Linked DNA regions of Gossypium hirsutum: region 2 is linked to region 1. Evidence: chromatin contacts called from public Hi-C data. All regions are on one chromosome and are shown on one strand. Each heading gives the region's core, a stretch centred on a gene start, on an enhancer-like site or on the middle of the called end of the contact. The rest is flanking DNA. Distances are from core to core; before and after follow the strand shown. Region 1 holds the start of LOC107957582 (5'-3' exoribonuclease 3). Region 2 holds the start of LOC107957591 (transcription initiation factor IIF subunit beta).

Region 1 (6,990 bases), core at 173-2,672:
ATTTTTATTTTTAATTTGAAACTTAGAAATGAAAATATTGAAGGAGAAATATACCAAACCATATAGGCAATGGCGTGTGTTTGGATCAAAACCAGGAAGGTTCCTTTGGAGCCGTATATATGACATAATTTTATGTTCTCCTTCACCAGGAACGTTTGCATCAGATAGAATAACCTTCAAAAAGAAGAAAGTAAGAGAAATGCTACAACTCTAAGAGAAATGCTAAAACTCTCCACCATGTCAAGAGAAAGCAAAGAATAACACATAAAAGACAAGGAACCATAACACTGATACTACCTTGATGTTTTTCCATCCGGGATCGTAATTTAATCTGAGGTGGATATAATACTGCAAAGCAATTGATAGAACAGCCATAAATGGAGTGCCAGGTGTAATAACATTCGAATCAACAAGCTGTGATTCCTCTTTAGGAGGAAGCCTTCTGCCCTCCCTCTCAAACTCCTCTCGAAGTCGTGCTTCTTCAGCTGCCTGCAAAAGCAAGATTAACAAGAACAGAATTACCAACCAAATTGTCTTCTTTTCTTGCAACAATTCCTATCATTAAAGTGTGGAGAAAATGAAATATCAGTACCAACAATATCTTGATGACCTAACATTTCATCCACTATTCAAATTGGTACCGGAATCAACACAAATATATACATACCGCCTCTGCAGCATCTTTTGCTGCTCTAAAACGCCTAGATCGCTGTTGGTTCATTTTAGCCCGAGGGGCAACGCCATCTACCGCAGTTTCCAGAAAGAAATGACAGTATTATCAGATAAACATAAGTACACGATATCTGCATGTCAAGCATATAAATACACTTTATCTTTCAACCTAAGACAAGCACTACTTACCAATAGCCATATACAAAAGCTTTCGAGGACGGACCATAACAAACAATCTATCAATGTAATCAAATATGCATTGAAAAACTTCATCAAAAGTTGTTGGTGAAGGCTGCATGAGACATCGAACAAGCCAAATTACATTGGTTCTAAAAATTCCGAGGAAGGAAGAAAGAAGAAACTATGGAAAATGCATGTGTCAAGAGGGTTACCCTGTCTTCGGGGTGGAAACAAGGATGAATAATCCCGTTCATGTCGAGATAAAGATTATCGTACTCAAGTTTATTTGGATTGGGTTTACTAGTATCCACCGGAATGGAGACACCTTCGATCACCACCGGTTCTTCCTCGATAACGTCCACCACAATCAGCGGATACTTCTCCGCTAACCACCTGTAGAACGCTGGCACTCCCATTTCCAATCGTTTGCAATTCCAACCTCTCGCGGATCTCTAATAAAATCGAACACCAATGAGGAAACCCTAACCCCTAAATTCGAGAAAAATGGGGAAGAAGAAAACAATTTGGATAGCTTCGATTTTTCTTTATAGCTTCTGCTAATGTATGTTTCGCAAACCGTCGGGTTTAGGGCACAAAAATAATATGAATGGACAGTTATACCCTTATTGATTTGGCAATCTGCTAGTCAGAATAGTTACAGGCCTTTGTGCACTCACGCATGGGTAAGGTAAGTTTGGAATTTTGCTAATGGTATCATTTATATCCATTTAAATTGGTGTAAAGAATTAACTCGACCAGACTAGAAAAAAATAGTAATGAATGAATATTTTTGTCTTTTTTTAGTATTGAGAGAGATCAATTCTTTTCAGAGAAATTTTTAAAATGTTAATAGATGAATTCTTTTAACAATCAAATGTAAAGTTAATATGTCATGAGTGGCTATTAAATAAGCTTAATTCATAAAGTCGGGAGGGCCCTAGTTGGTGGTGACCCATGCAAGTAAGTAGTACCATGACTGCAAACAAATGACCTATATGTCTCAGGTTGGTGGTTCAAGTCCTCCATGTTTAGGTAATTTTATAATTATTCTATACAAAATAATAAATAATTTTTTCAAGTCTTGTAGGTGCACTAACCAATATGCTTCTGGCTTTGTGAACCAAGCCTATTGGGTAACGGCTCAAGAAACATTAATTCTCAACAGAGTACAATAGACAAAACTCTTATCAGAAGACAATTACTTTAGTTGTTGAGGACTTGAATAACTGCTTAACGGACAATATTTCAAAGCCTGGGGATATAAAAAATGGATAATTGGGTCAAGATGTCCCTTTTCTTCATTTATCTATTTTTGTATGTATTGTAACATTTCTATTGGACGAGAAAAAGGGGCATCCATCAAAGTCTTTTTTTCTAGCAAAATTTATTGAGATTTTGGCCGGTTAGTTAAAGGTAAAAGTATCATGGAGACCAATGTATTATGAATTAAATTGTATTTTGTCCTTTTTACTCGAAAAATGAGTAAAATAATCTCATTTTTATTGTTAAAAACTAGTTATTTCTGTTAAAAATTCCATTCATTTTTATTATTAAAAATTGGCGTGACCGACAAAATAGTTAGACAGTTATATATAGCATGCTATGTCTACCTCTTTAAAGTACATAAACCTATTTTTTAATTTGCTCATTAATCTAATATGTATGAATTAATTTACCCATTTTAAAAAAATCAGCAAAATGTAATGCAAGTATTTTTGGACCTCTTTCTGTTTTAGCTACCCTAGGTAGATTTTATGATTCTTATACATCTTATGATATTTTATTAAAATGATGATGATGAATGCATATTGGTAATTGGGGTTTTTTATTTGGAATGGATATTTGAGTTTAGTAGAGATGTAAATTTGTTTAAGCCTCATGTTATTTATTTAAAAGTTTGTAGGAATTTCCCGATTTGGGTTTTTTTCTTCAGATTATTTTTTTTTCTAATTTTATATTTAATTCTTTTTTTTGACACATCATCTTCAATTTGACATGTCACATTTAACTAACGGTCAATTAATATTTCCTGTTAAAATTAACCTGATTTACAAAAAATTGTTACATTGAGAGCATCAATAAAAAAAAGGTAAAGAGCACAAAATTAAAAATTCTTAAACGTTGAAGGTATTTTTTACAATTATGCCTTTATATAATAAGAAATTATAAATATACTATACTATAATGTAAATATTTAAAATATATATTGGATTGTTTATGTTTAAATTTTTAATAAATAAAAATATAAAATGATAGTAAAAGATATACATAATTAATAAATATTAAATAATTATTTTTTTTAAATAAAAGAAACAATAAAGGTGAGCATAAATGAGCTTATCTTGACTATTTATAAATATAGGTTAGTTGAAAACTTTTATAGTTTATGTTTCTGGCAACGTTAGGTTTGGGCAACTATATATGATATTAATATCATATATAAATTTAAAGACTTGAACTATAAACACCTCTAAAGAAAGTTTTTTTTAAATAAATTTTTATTTTTATATTTTTATATAAATTGTATACACATTTTTAATAATTTTATTTTATTTTATAAAAATTTCAACACCTTTTTTATTTTTTATTTTTTTTAAAGTTCATGTATTTTTTTATTTTTTTATAAATTTTAGTTTTTTAAAATTAGGACTAAATTAATAAAAACTTATAAATATTAAAGACTAAATTTATTATTATGTCAATAAAAATGCCACTACAACTTTTAGTTAACTATTTACTAAAATATCAAATGTTGAAAACATTAATGATAGAAATGATTTTTTTTTCATCGTTGAATAACTAAAATAGAAGTACTAATAATTTTCGGACCATCAAATTACTTTTTTTTTACAAAAATATAACAACCTTAAATTTATTTTTAAAACAATAAATATAGAAATTTACTTTATATTGATAATCAAACTAATAAATCAAAGCTGTGATTTTTTTTTACGTTGGTTAGATTTATATTTTATTGATTTCTCAATTTTAGTTACAAATTCTATTTTAGCAATTTAAATTGAAAACTTACTTTTTAATTTCAATTTTTTTTACTGAAGAGATAAAATTTTCCAAAGTCTCATCGTTGTCTGCCATATTTATTTTTATTAATTTTTAATATTACATGTGTGGCAAGTAAATTATACAATTAATTTTTAATTAAAATATTTTTAATTAGATTTAATGATAAATTACGTTTGTATGTTTTGTTAAAATGATCCTAATTGTATTTTTGAGGTTTTTTTTTGCCATCAACCTTTTTTTTTCCCGATATGCTTTTTCTAACAGATTTAATGAATAAATTCAATGTTTCAACTTTTCTTTTCTTTCAAAAGATTTTAATCTTTCATATGTTTGTTTACTGGGCTAACTTTTTTTAGATAATTACTTTTATTTTCTTTAAATTAAGAGTTGTTTTTTTAATTTAATGTATTATTTATTTATTTTATTAATTTTCACATGTAATTATTTTATTGGGTTATCTAAGTAATAAATTACATCTCATTAAAAATATTCCACGTGTGAAATTCCAAATCATCCCCGTTAATTTTTTTAACGGTATTTTCATTAAATCTGTTAAAAAAAGAAAATTGAAAAAAATAACAAAGGTTGATGGTCAAAAAAAGCTCAAAAATACAATTAATGTCATTTTGACAAAAAAATTACAAACGTTGTTGGTCAAATTTATCATTAAACCTTTTAATTATTACTATGATCTATCATTAATTATGATTATATCTCTTAGCTTTTAAAAAATATATAAATTTGGAGCTATAAGAAAGTAAACTATAATGTTAATTTGATAAAAAAAATAGATAAAACAACATGCAACTGCTGTAACAATAGTTCATAATAAATAAGAAAAATGTTTAAACTAAATTAATAAATACATTTAATATAATGATTTAAAAATAATGGTTGAAATTTGAATTTTTTTTCAAAACAAATCCACGAAACATTTTTCACATACAACAAACAAATAATAGTAAAAGAAAAGAAATATGGTTTTAAGAGTATTTACTCCACACGGTATAAACTTATAATTGTTTTTAAATATTATATTGCCTCATTAATCTTTGATCTCTCTCTAGTGCCATTGTTATTCAAATATGATACGATATTACCTCTTCAAAGAACCTTGGCTTTAGTTCTCCGTTCTTTTTATATATATATAATTCTAATTTATTAAAACTAAAATTTTCCATTTTTTTATAGGTAATTTTTCTTAGACGCTGCTCGATGTGGAAATTCAAGAGAATGTTGATGGGGATAAATGGAGGATGATAGGGTTTTATGGTTCTTCTGTTATGCGATTTCATTAAGGGACGTGGGATCTTCTACGAGTTTCGGGTCAGCATCAGGACTTGTCTTGGATAGTGTGCGGGGATTTCAATGAGTCTCTCTATTCTTTTGAGAAAAAGGGAGGGGCTTTTTGGGATGAGGGTCGTATGGAAGATTCCTGAATTGTGTTAGCAAATTGTCAGTTAAAGGATTTGGGGTACAAAGGGCCTTGGTTTACATGGGAACGTCAGAATTTTGTGGAAAATAATATTAAAGAACAATTAGATGAGAGGGTTGCCAATACAGCTTGATAGGAGCAATTCTTTACTTTTCATTTAGGCACCACCTACCTCATTCGTTCTCTGATCATTGCCCATTGTTGAGAGATACGGTATAGAGGATGGAAAGGCAAAGGGTGGAGAGGTTCCGCTTTAAGACCTGTTGGACATTAAAGAAGTCATGTAAAGCTAATATTAGTCACTTATAGAAGAATAGTGTAGGGAGTGTTCCCCAAAGGTTAACGTCGCTGTGTAAGGGTTTAAATCAGTGGATAGCTCACTTGAAATCAGGGAAGGGGGCGAATTAATAGGCTACAAAATAGTTTGGTGGATTTCAATCAAGATGATAGAGATGAGGAAAATCTCCCTATCTTTCAGGCACTAAGTTGGAAATGAACCTGGAAATTGACAAAAAAGAACTATACTGGGAGTAGAAAGTGCAGGTGAATTGGTTGAAGTTGGAAGACAAGAATACGAAGTTTTTTCATCGATTTGTGTGGCAAAATAAGAGAACGAATAGAATTAAGGGTCTAATAGGGGGTGATGGGCAAACTGTTTCAGATAGAAATAACTTGTTTGCCATTGCAAATGACTATTTCATGCAACTATTTTCTTCATAAGGAGGGGAATTTTGATCACATTTTAGAGAGGTGGAAGCATGCATTACTGATGAGATAAAGGTTTGTTTAGATGCTAGCTATAAGAGGGAGGAAGTTTTCACCACTTTGAGAACTATGGCACCAACAAAAGCGTTGAGATTGAATGGCTTACCAGCTTTGTTCTATCAGAATTATTGGTACATAATGGGACAGGATGTTGGGGACTATTGCTTTGAGACTCTAAATGAAGGTAAATCATTTGCTGGAACTGATAAAACAAATATAGTCCTTATCCCCAAAACTACTAACCTACGTGTATGCAACAGTTCAGTCCCATTAGTTTATGCTCTATTATGTATAAGATCATTTCAAAAATAATGGTGAATAGGTTCCAAAAAGTGTTGAATGTGTGTGTGGATGAAGCGTAGAGCACTTTTATTCTGGGAAAGCTAATCACAGATAATATTCTCATTGCATATGAAATTTTCAATGTGTATAAAAGAAAGATGTTAGGCAAAAGAGGCCATTTCATTCTTAAATTGGATATGAGTAAGGCTTATAATAAGGTGGAGTGGAATTTTTTAGAGAAGATGATGTTGAAAATGGGTTTCTCGAAAAGATGAGTAGATTTTATTGTGCATTGTATTAGTATGATACCTTATTATGTGGTTCTGAATGGTGAGTTGGGAAAGAACTTTTCTCTTAAGAGGGGTCTTCGTCAAAGGGATCCCCTTAGTCTTTACTTATTTCTGATTTGTAGTGAGGGATTGTCTTCCCTTATGTGAATAGCAATATAGGAGAAGTTAGTTAGGGGAGCAAAAATTAGTTGGAGGGGCCCGAAAATCTCACACTTTTTATTTACGGATGGTTGTATTCTGTTTGGAAAGATGACAGAAAATAGAGCTATGTTTTTTAAGTAGATTTTGGCAGAATCTGAGAATATGTCGGGTCAATGTGTTAATTTGAGAAATCAGTTGTTT
Region 2 (7,131 bases), core at 803-3,302, 190 kb after region 1:
TTTACTAATTTTATCGGGACTTATCTCACATCCACCAACATTCAATATTAACAATCCTAATATAACATATAAGCATAAAGAATTTGAATTATATTGTATGAACTTATCTGTCGAAATCGTAACGGTTTAACTATTAAGAACTAGTCGGCAATTTTTCTTTTTCCTCGTACATCCTCCGGTCGTTGAGATTTTTTTATCTAAAATATAGTTTGATTTAATTAACCAATCCATATAGCATATAACAATACATAAAAATCATCCCCTAACATTTACCACAATTTAGTCCTTAAAATCGAAGCTATTATAATTCTCACATTTGAGCTTCGATTTCGAAATCAATCTTAATTAAATTCTCCAACTATCCAATAGAACAGAAAATTTCAGAATATTCACACACATTTTGAACTTATTGCATTTTAGTCATTAGGTTCAAAATTAACAACTTTTACTTTACAAACTAGTCCATTAACATATGTAAGTTTCAAAACTAACCAAATAGCCACAAAAGCTTCAAGAAAATATCAATGAAAACTTTAACAAATTTTAATAGTTTCACAAAATAGTCCCGGGGTTAGCTAAATCAAGCTCCCGAAGTTCCAAAAACATAAAAATTACAAGAAACGAACTAAAATAACTTACCCAATCAAAGATCGAAACTTGAATAACCAAACCTAGCTTTCCCCCTTCCGTTTTCGTGAAAAAAGATGATAAACAAGCCGAATAAAATGTTTTTTTTCCCTTTTGTTTCTATGTTTTATTAACTATTATATTATATAAAAATATTTATAATATAAGTTATATCACACTTTAACTAAATAAAATCTCACTTACCGTCCAACACTATTGAAAAAGGGTATATTTATCATTTAAATCCATTAAAAAACTCTAATTATGCTTTTTAGTTAATAAAAATCAATAGAGATCAAGTTTTACATCTTTTACGATTTAGTACTTTTTCTTTAATTAACTAGCCAAACGTCAAAATTACCAAATCAAATCTTAATACGACACTCACATAACTTCATAAATATTAAATAAATAATATTTGCAAACTCACACGTCAGAATTATTGTCCCGAAACCACTAAAAAATGGGCTATTACAAAAAGTTTTTATACTTAAATAACATTAATGCCTTTAAAATAATAGCAAAATTAACAATAAAATAAAAGTTATACAATATTTAGATAATAATAATAAAATAGTAGCAATATAATAGTGAAATTATAGCAAAATGAAAACAAAACAAAAAAAAAGTTTAAGCTGATTCGGGCTGGGCTTGGGCCAAAAATCCTACACGAGACCTATCACGTTTAGAAAATGAGCCTTATTTTTTGCCCAAGCCTATTTTTTGAGCCTATGTTTTTACCCAAACTCTGCCACTTTTCAAACAAGCCTTCGGGCCTAGATAAGTGGCCCAATCCATGATCAGGTCTACACATGGATGCCATGTCGGTAAAGTTAACAGACATTTAACTTTTTCATCCAATATGGGGTGATTTGATAAACAATGCAAGTTTAAAGACTAAAAGATAAAATTAAATGAAGAGCTAAAATAACTTTTTTTTATAAAGTTGGGAGGCTATATAAGTCATTATACCTTTTCTTTTTCAAAATCGAATTTGGGTAGATTTTTTCGATTAAAAATTTCAAAGTCGTATTAAAATCAAACCTACACCAAAATTATTAAAATATCCTCTCTTTTTTAATTTTATAATTAATTATATTTTAACTAAATAATCTCTTTTATGAGATTTTAATTGATTAGAGTCAGAATCCAAGTAATTTTTCTTTTTCCAGGATCAATTTTGGTATTATAATTTTAAATAAAATCAAGTTGGAAATAATATTAGGATGAGAGGTATAAAACTCGGATCGAAGTCCGGCCCATACTGTTGCGATCCTGATTAACTGCAGCCAAGTTTGGTTAGAACAATCAAGTGATGGGCCAAAAAGAGTTATCTTGAGTCGAAGGCCCAAAATAACCTAACCAAGCCCAGTAACTCTGGACAGCCCTCAACCTCAACCTTAGTTTTAGCCTTTAGGAAAAGGCAGACACGTAAGGCAGGCTCCGTTCGCCTGGTTTCCTGAATTCGCTCCGCCCGATTTCTCAGGGTCCATTTCAAAGAGAAACGACCAAGTAAACTACAGATTGAGTGAATAAATTATATAAACCCTTGCCAAAATCTTCCTCCCCCACCACCAAAACGTGGATAAGAAAGTTTTATACTGTCAGTCATTTACAGAGGCTTTGAACAATGGATGAAGATCACAACAACGGCGGCTTTTTGGATATGGGAAAAGCTGATAGATCGGTTTGGTTGATGAAGTGCCCCGTGGTGGTCGCCAAGTCATGGAAGAGCCAACTAGCTTCTTCTTCTTCTTCTTCTGATTCTCAGCCTCTCGCCAAGGTTGTCTTCTCCCTCGACCCTCTCAAACCCGACGACCCTTCTTTACACCAGGTAAATTAGTTGAGATCAGATAATAATTAGTTCAAGTTAACAGATTATTTAATCGTGAATTTTTAGATATAGCAATTCTAGTAAAAGGTTTTTTTTATTGATTGTTTAATCTAACAAGGCAAAGATTTTATGACATGTTTAAACGTTGTAGTAGTAATTTTGTCGTTGTCTTGTTCCTTACGAGTTTATGAATTGACATTTATCAGTTTACTATGGAGGTGGCTGGATCAGAGACCGAAAGAATACCCAAAAGCTACTCTTTGAACATGTTCAAAGACTTTGTTCCTATGTGTGTCTTCTCTGAATCAAGTCAAGTTCAGAGTTATGGTTCTTTGCTTCTCAAGTATTCAATTTTATGTGTTTTATCTAATTCAATTATTATTTTTCTTAATTTTAGTAATGTAAAGTTCGTTCCTTTTTCTTAACTGGCTTGGTTAGACTTGGCAATCCATGTATGAGTGTATATATGTGTGTCCTGTTTCATATTTTTTAACATAAACCTAAACGATTAAATTTGTCAAAATCCTAAACATGAATACTATTATACTCGTCATGTTTATTTCATTGTTTTCGTGCTTATCAATCACGTCTAGGTGTCATTTTGTGCTCAAAATTGTCAGAGGTTTATGGTGACTTGAAGTAACAATTTACTCAGTGATATGATTTTCTCGTAAAAGCCGGTTTGATGTTTCTCTTACATAAGTTTTGTTCTTTAGTTTGTATCTTAAGTGCCGTTTTTTTGCTATAGGTTCGGTTGCAATGGAAGGAAAAGTTGAGCATAAATTCGACATGAAACCGCATGAGGAAAACATCGAGGAATATGGGAGATTGTGTCGAGAAAGGACAAATAAGTCCATGATCAAGAACAGGCAAATACAGGTAGGCCAATGAGTATGCTTTGGCTTGGGTAAGCCATTGTCTTTCAATGTTACTATGGTGCCAATTATCTTATTTGTTTTTATGCCATTTTGAAGGTTATAGATAATGACCGTGGAGTTCACATGAGGCCAATGCCTGGAATGGTTGGCTTGATTTCATCCAACCCCAAGGTACTTTGAGACACAGTCTCTAGACGACAATATCTGTAATTTTTCGCGCTTATTGACAATTGCTTATCATCTGTTGTATCTGAGCAGGATAAGAAGAAAACAATGCCAGTTAAACAATCAGACGTGAAAAGAACCCGAAGGGATCGTGGGGAACTGGAAGATATAATGTTCAAGCTGTTTGAAAGACAACCAAATTGGACTTTGAAGCAACTTGTCCAAGAGACTGATCAGCCTGCTGTAAGCCTCTTACATTTCTTCCTCATACTGCTCATTGTGTCTTACAGTTTATAATGGTTATTTAAGTGTTCTCTTTTTCTGTAATATGTCATTCTACTGGCATCATAGAAATGGCAAATTGCTTTTAAAATGGAAAAAGCCAGTCTCTGCAAGAACTTCAAGTCGGCTATATATTTCAGCTTGATAGAGAAGACGATATTCTGTAGTTTGTTGTTTTTGTTCTTTGTTAGCACTTGGCTCGTATTTGCATGTTTGAAAGTTCTTTCTGTACTTTGCAGCAATTCCTTAAAGAGATACTGAACGAGCTCTGCGTGTACAATAAGAGAGGCGCCAATCAAGGAACCTACGAGCTTAAGCCAGAGTATAAAAAATCTGCAGAGGACACTGCAGCTGAATAGGTCAGATATAGCTGTAATTTACGTTTCCTTTTTTCTCTGGTTAATCGGAATATGTCTGAAAACAACCCTCATGAAGATGACAGATAAATAGATAGACAATTATAGGAAGAAGGAAACATAGCTGTAGCTATTAACTTTGATGTCCACATGATATAATCTATTGTGATATTCGTACTTTGTGAATTTGCATTGCAATTATAGGTATCTGAACTTATAGCATGTTTCGACCACTATTTTAAATAGTTTTTATGAGGTTTTCATGTAAATATTATAATACGAATTACAAAGCAATACAATATTTTAAAATTAGGAAAACAATTAAATTTGTTGATCTGCAAATAAGGTGAGATAATTCGTTACACATCATAACTTGAAGTGGAAACTACAGATGAATGGAAGTAATTATTGTTGAATTTCACAACACCATGCTTTGAAACTCCCCTTTATCCTTCATCACTTCATCAGCAGCATCCATCTTGACTGAGTTCTCGACCCTAGCAGTGCTCCGTCCCATGCCATTCTTTCCCTTGTATCGTCGAGCAACCCACAAGTACTTCAAGAAATTAGCAGCATTGACTATCGTCAATACCCAGTAGAAATTATCGAGCCTGCTTTTGTTGAGATCATTTCTTAGCCACCCTGTTTGTTCTCCACCGGTTGCACGCTCAATGATTTTAACAATGGCGGTGCTCAACCAACTCCCAATTCCAATCTCACTAAGAAACATCGCACTGCTTATGCTTCTCGTCCCATCGGTCGCCTCTTCATAAAAGAACTCCAATTGTCCCACGTAAGTGAAAACCTCGGCAGTACCAATTAAGAAGAACTGCGGAAGCAGCCAGAACACTGTCAAAGACGATGGATCAGGGTGGTCTCGACGTTTCTTCTCGACTAAAGCAGCCGAGGCCATTGCAAAGATAGATATGAATAGGCCGACACCCATTCTTTGTAAAGATGTAAGACCACGACGATGACCGGTGTGTTTACATAAGATCGGGACCATCCATATTTCATAGATGGGGACGAGTAAGAGGGCGTTGATGGCACTGAAAACAGGGACCGAGCCTGCTGGAATGTTGAAGTTTGGACCAAGTTTTCGGCCCATAATGGTGGCTTGGCTGATGAAGAAGGTCGAGAGTTGAGCAAATGAGATGGAAAGAGCTATTGTAGATGCCCATACAGGGAGGATTCTGATGAAGGACTTGAATTCTTCTACTTGAGTCACTGTGCAAAGCCTCCATCGGCTTTTAGTATTAGCTTCAGGATCCATCACCATTGCTGCCTTGTCCAAGAACCTGTAATAAGAAGCCAACTTATACAAATAATTTCAATGTCCAAGGGACAGGGGTGACACTTATCTACATTTACCTATACTGGTTCGTTCGAGTGAGTTTCCGAGCACCAAAAATATCAGACTCCATCGAATCAACTTCATATAAAACAGCTTCACGTTTTAATTGAGCCCCATGAAAATGGTTCCTAATAGAAGCCACAAGAACCTGGAGAAACCTTGTGAAAGGACTTCCCATGGGTTTTTGGTAACGATAAAAAGGTATTCCGGCAGCTAGGATTAAAATGGAGCAAACAATAGCCACAGTAGGGACTCCAAAACCCCTGCCATAACCTTTCTTCTCTTCTACAAATACCAGAAGCGTGATCCCCAAAATGGCACCCATGTTTATGGCAAAGAAGAACCAGTTAAAGAATGAATATTTCTTTTGGGCTTCTTTTCCATCAGCTCCGTCGAACTGGTCTGCGCCAAAGGATGAAACGCATGGCTTGATACCACCGGTTCCAAGGGCTATAAGAGCCAATGCAACAAAGAGGAAACCTGATTGGTTTCCGGCTGCTTTAATGCATGGTTTGGCCGTGCATTGTGGTGGTCGCAGGCTGTCTATGGAAGCCGATAGCGTCAGCAAAATCATTCCCTGAGAAAGAAAAAAGAAGAACATGGGGCCTTTAGATTACATGGTCCAACAACAGCTGATGATTCAGGATGAGCCAACTAGTGATAATTTAAGCCTCTCTGCCATGGGATTTAGACCATCTAAGGCATATGAAATTATGAAAGGGAAATGCTAGCTTACGACTGCATATATGCACGAAAAGATGATGATGGTGAAGAATCGACCCAAATAAGCATCGGCAAGAAATGCTCCAAGTAGAGTAAGTCAATAGGCAGCTCCGATCCAATCATTCACATGAGTTGCAGCAGCTGGAAGCGATTGGTGCATTTCGAAAACCAAATAAGCCACCATGTTCACTGCTACTGCAAAGAATGCCAATCTCTCCGCAACCTCATTAACTATAATTCAAAGAAAACCAAACCATGAATCAATCAGTGACCACAAATCACGTCAGTAGATCTCCTTTTAATACCCAAAATTGAGCTGAGAGGCGAGAGCTGGTTTTCGTGAATACCTATGATAAATGGAGATGCCTTCCATCCTCCAGTTGTTTGTTTATCTGCAATATTCCCCCTAAAATCCACGCATCCATTGCCAACCAATGTAGTTGATGATTCAATTTTCCCATCATCCTGCTGTATATTCTCAACAAATTTCTCCATAGAAGGCTGAATAAAGGACTTCTCAAATGGGTTACCACCAGGTTCCATTATTTCCACTGTTGAAACTCTTGGGGTGGGTTCTGTTTTCGGGAACAATGCTATAACATTAATTCTGGTGGGATATCTTAACTTGAGTCCTCACATAAATAAGAGATCAATTTGCCCCCCCAAAAAAAGTAACCCTTAAAAAACTGCATTGCTACGTGTCTTGTAGTTTGTCTGGTTTGCTTTTTGACGTTTAACGAGTATCTTCCAACTGATGGGGTAAATGATGGCGTTTCGCCGGCAATAGGAACAATGGGTCTTAATTTTTTTTTTATTTGCTTAAATCGGGCTACCTCCAAATGGGGTTGAAGAGAAGTGTAACAGGCTGAAGTAATGGTTAGATAGTGACGATTATTTGTTGTCTATCAGACC

What was found. Hi-C and Micro-C count contacts between places; a contact is called where the count stands out from the background.
Region 2: a contact with region 1 is called in a Hi-C map of leaf, with 2.0 times the contacts expected there. The contact joins the promoter of LOC107957591 here to the promoter of LOC107957582 in region 1. A contact is called at or near these places in 2 of 34 Hi-C or Micro-C datasets (both in leaf).

Annotation. Positions count from the first base shown.
Region 1 is chrA05:28,437,823-28,444,812 of Gossypium_hirsutum_v2.1, forward strand. LOC107957582 (5'-3' exoribonuclease 3) reads right to left here and starts at 1,423. Exons shown (of 23, transcript XM_016893121.2): 1 at 1,065-1,423; 2 at 862-964; 3 at 668-744; 4 at 298-489; 5 at 55-174. The coding sequence starts at 1,268.
Region 2 is chrA05:28,631,274-28,638,404 of Gossypium_hirsutum_v2.1, forward strand. It overlaps LOC107957591 (transcription initiation factor IIF subunit beta), which reads left to right and starts at 2,053. Exons shown (of 6, transcript XM_016893131.2): 1 at 2,053-2,461; 2 at 2,668-2,782; 3 at 3,210-3,340; 4 at 3,436-3,510; 5 at 3,598-3,747; 6 at 4,026-4,364. The coding sequence starts at 2,258. The coding sequence ends at 4,145. LOC107957590 (protein NRT1/ PTR FAMILY 8.1) reads right to left here. Exons shown (of 4, transcript XM_016893130.2): 1 at 6,567-7,131; 2 at 6,233-6,450; 3 at 5,514-6,073; 4 at 4,452-5,440. The coding sequence starts at 6,762. The coding sequence ends at 4,561.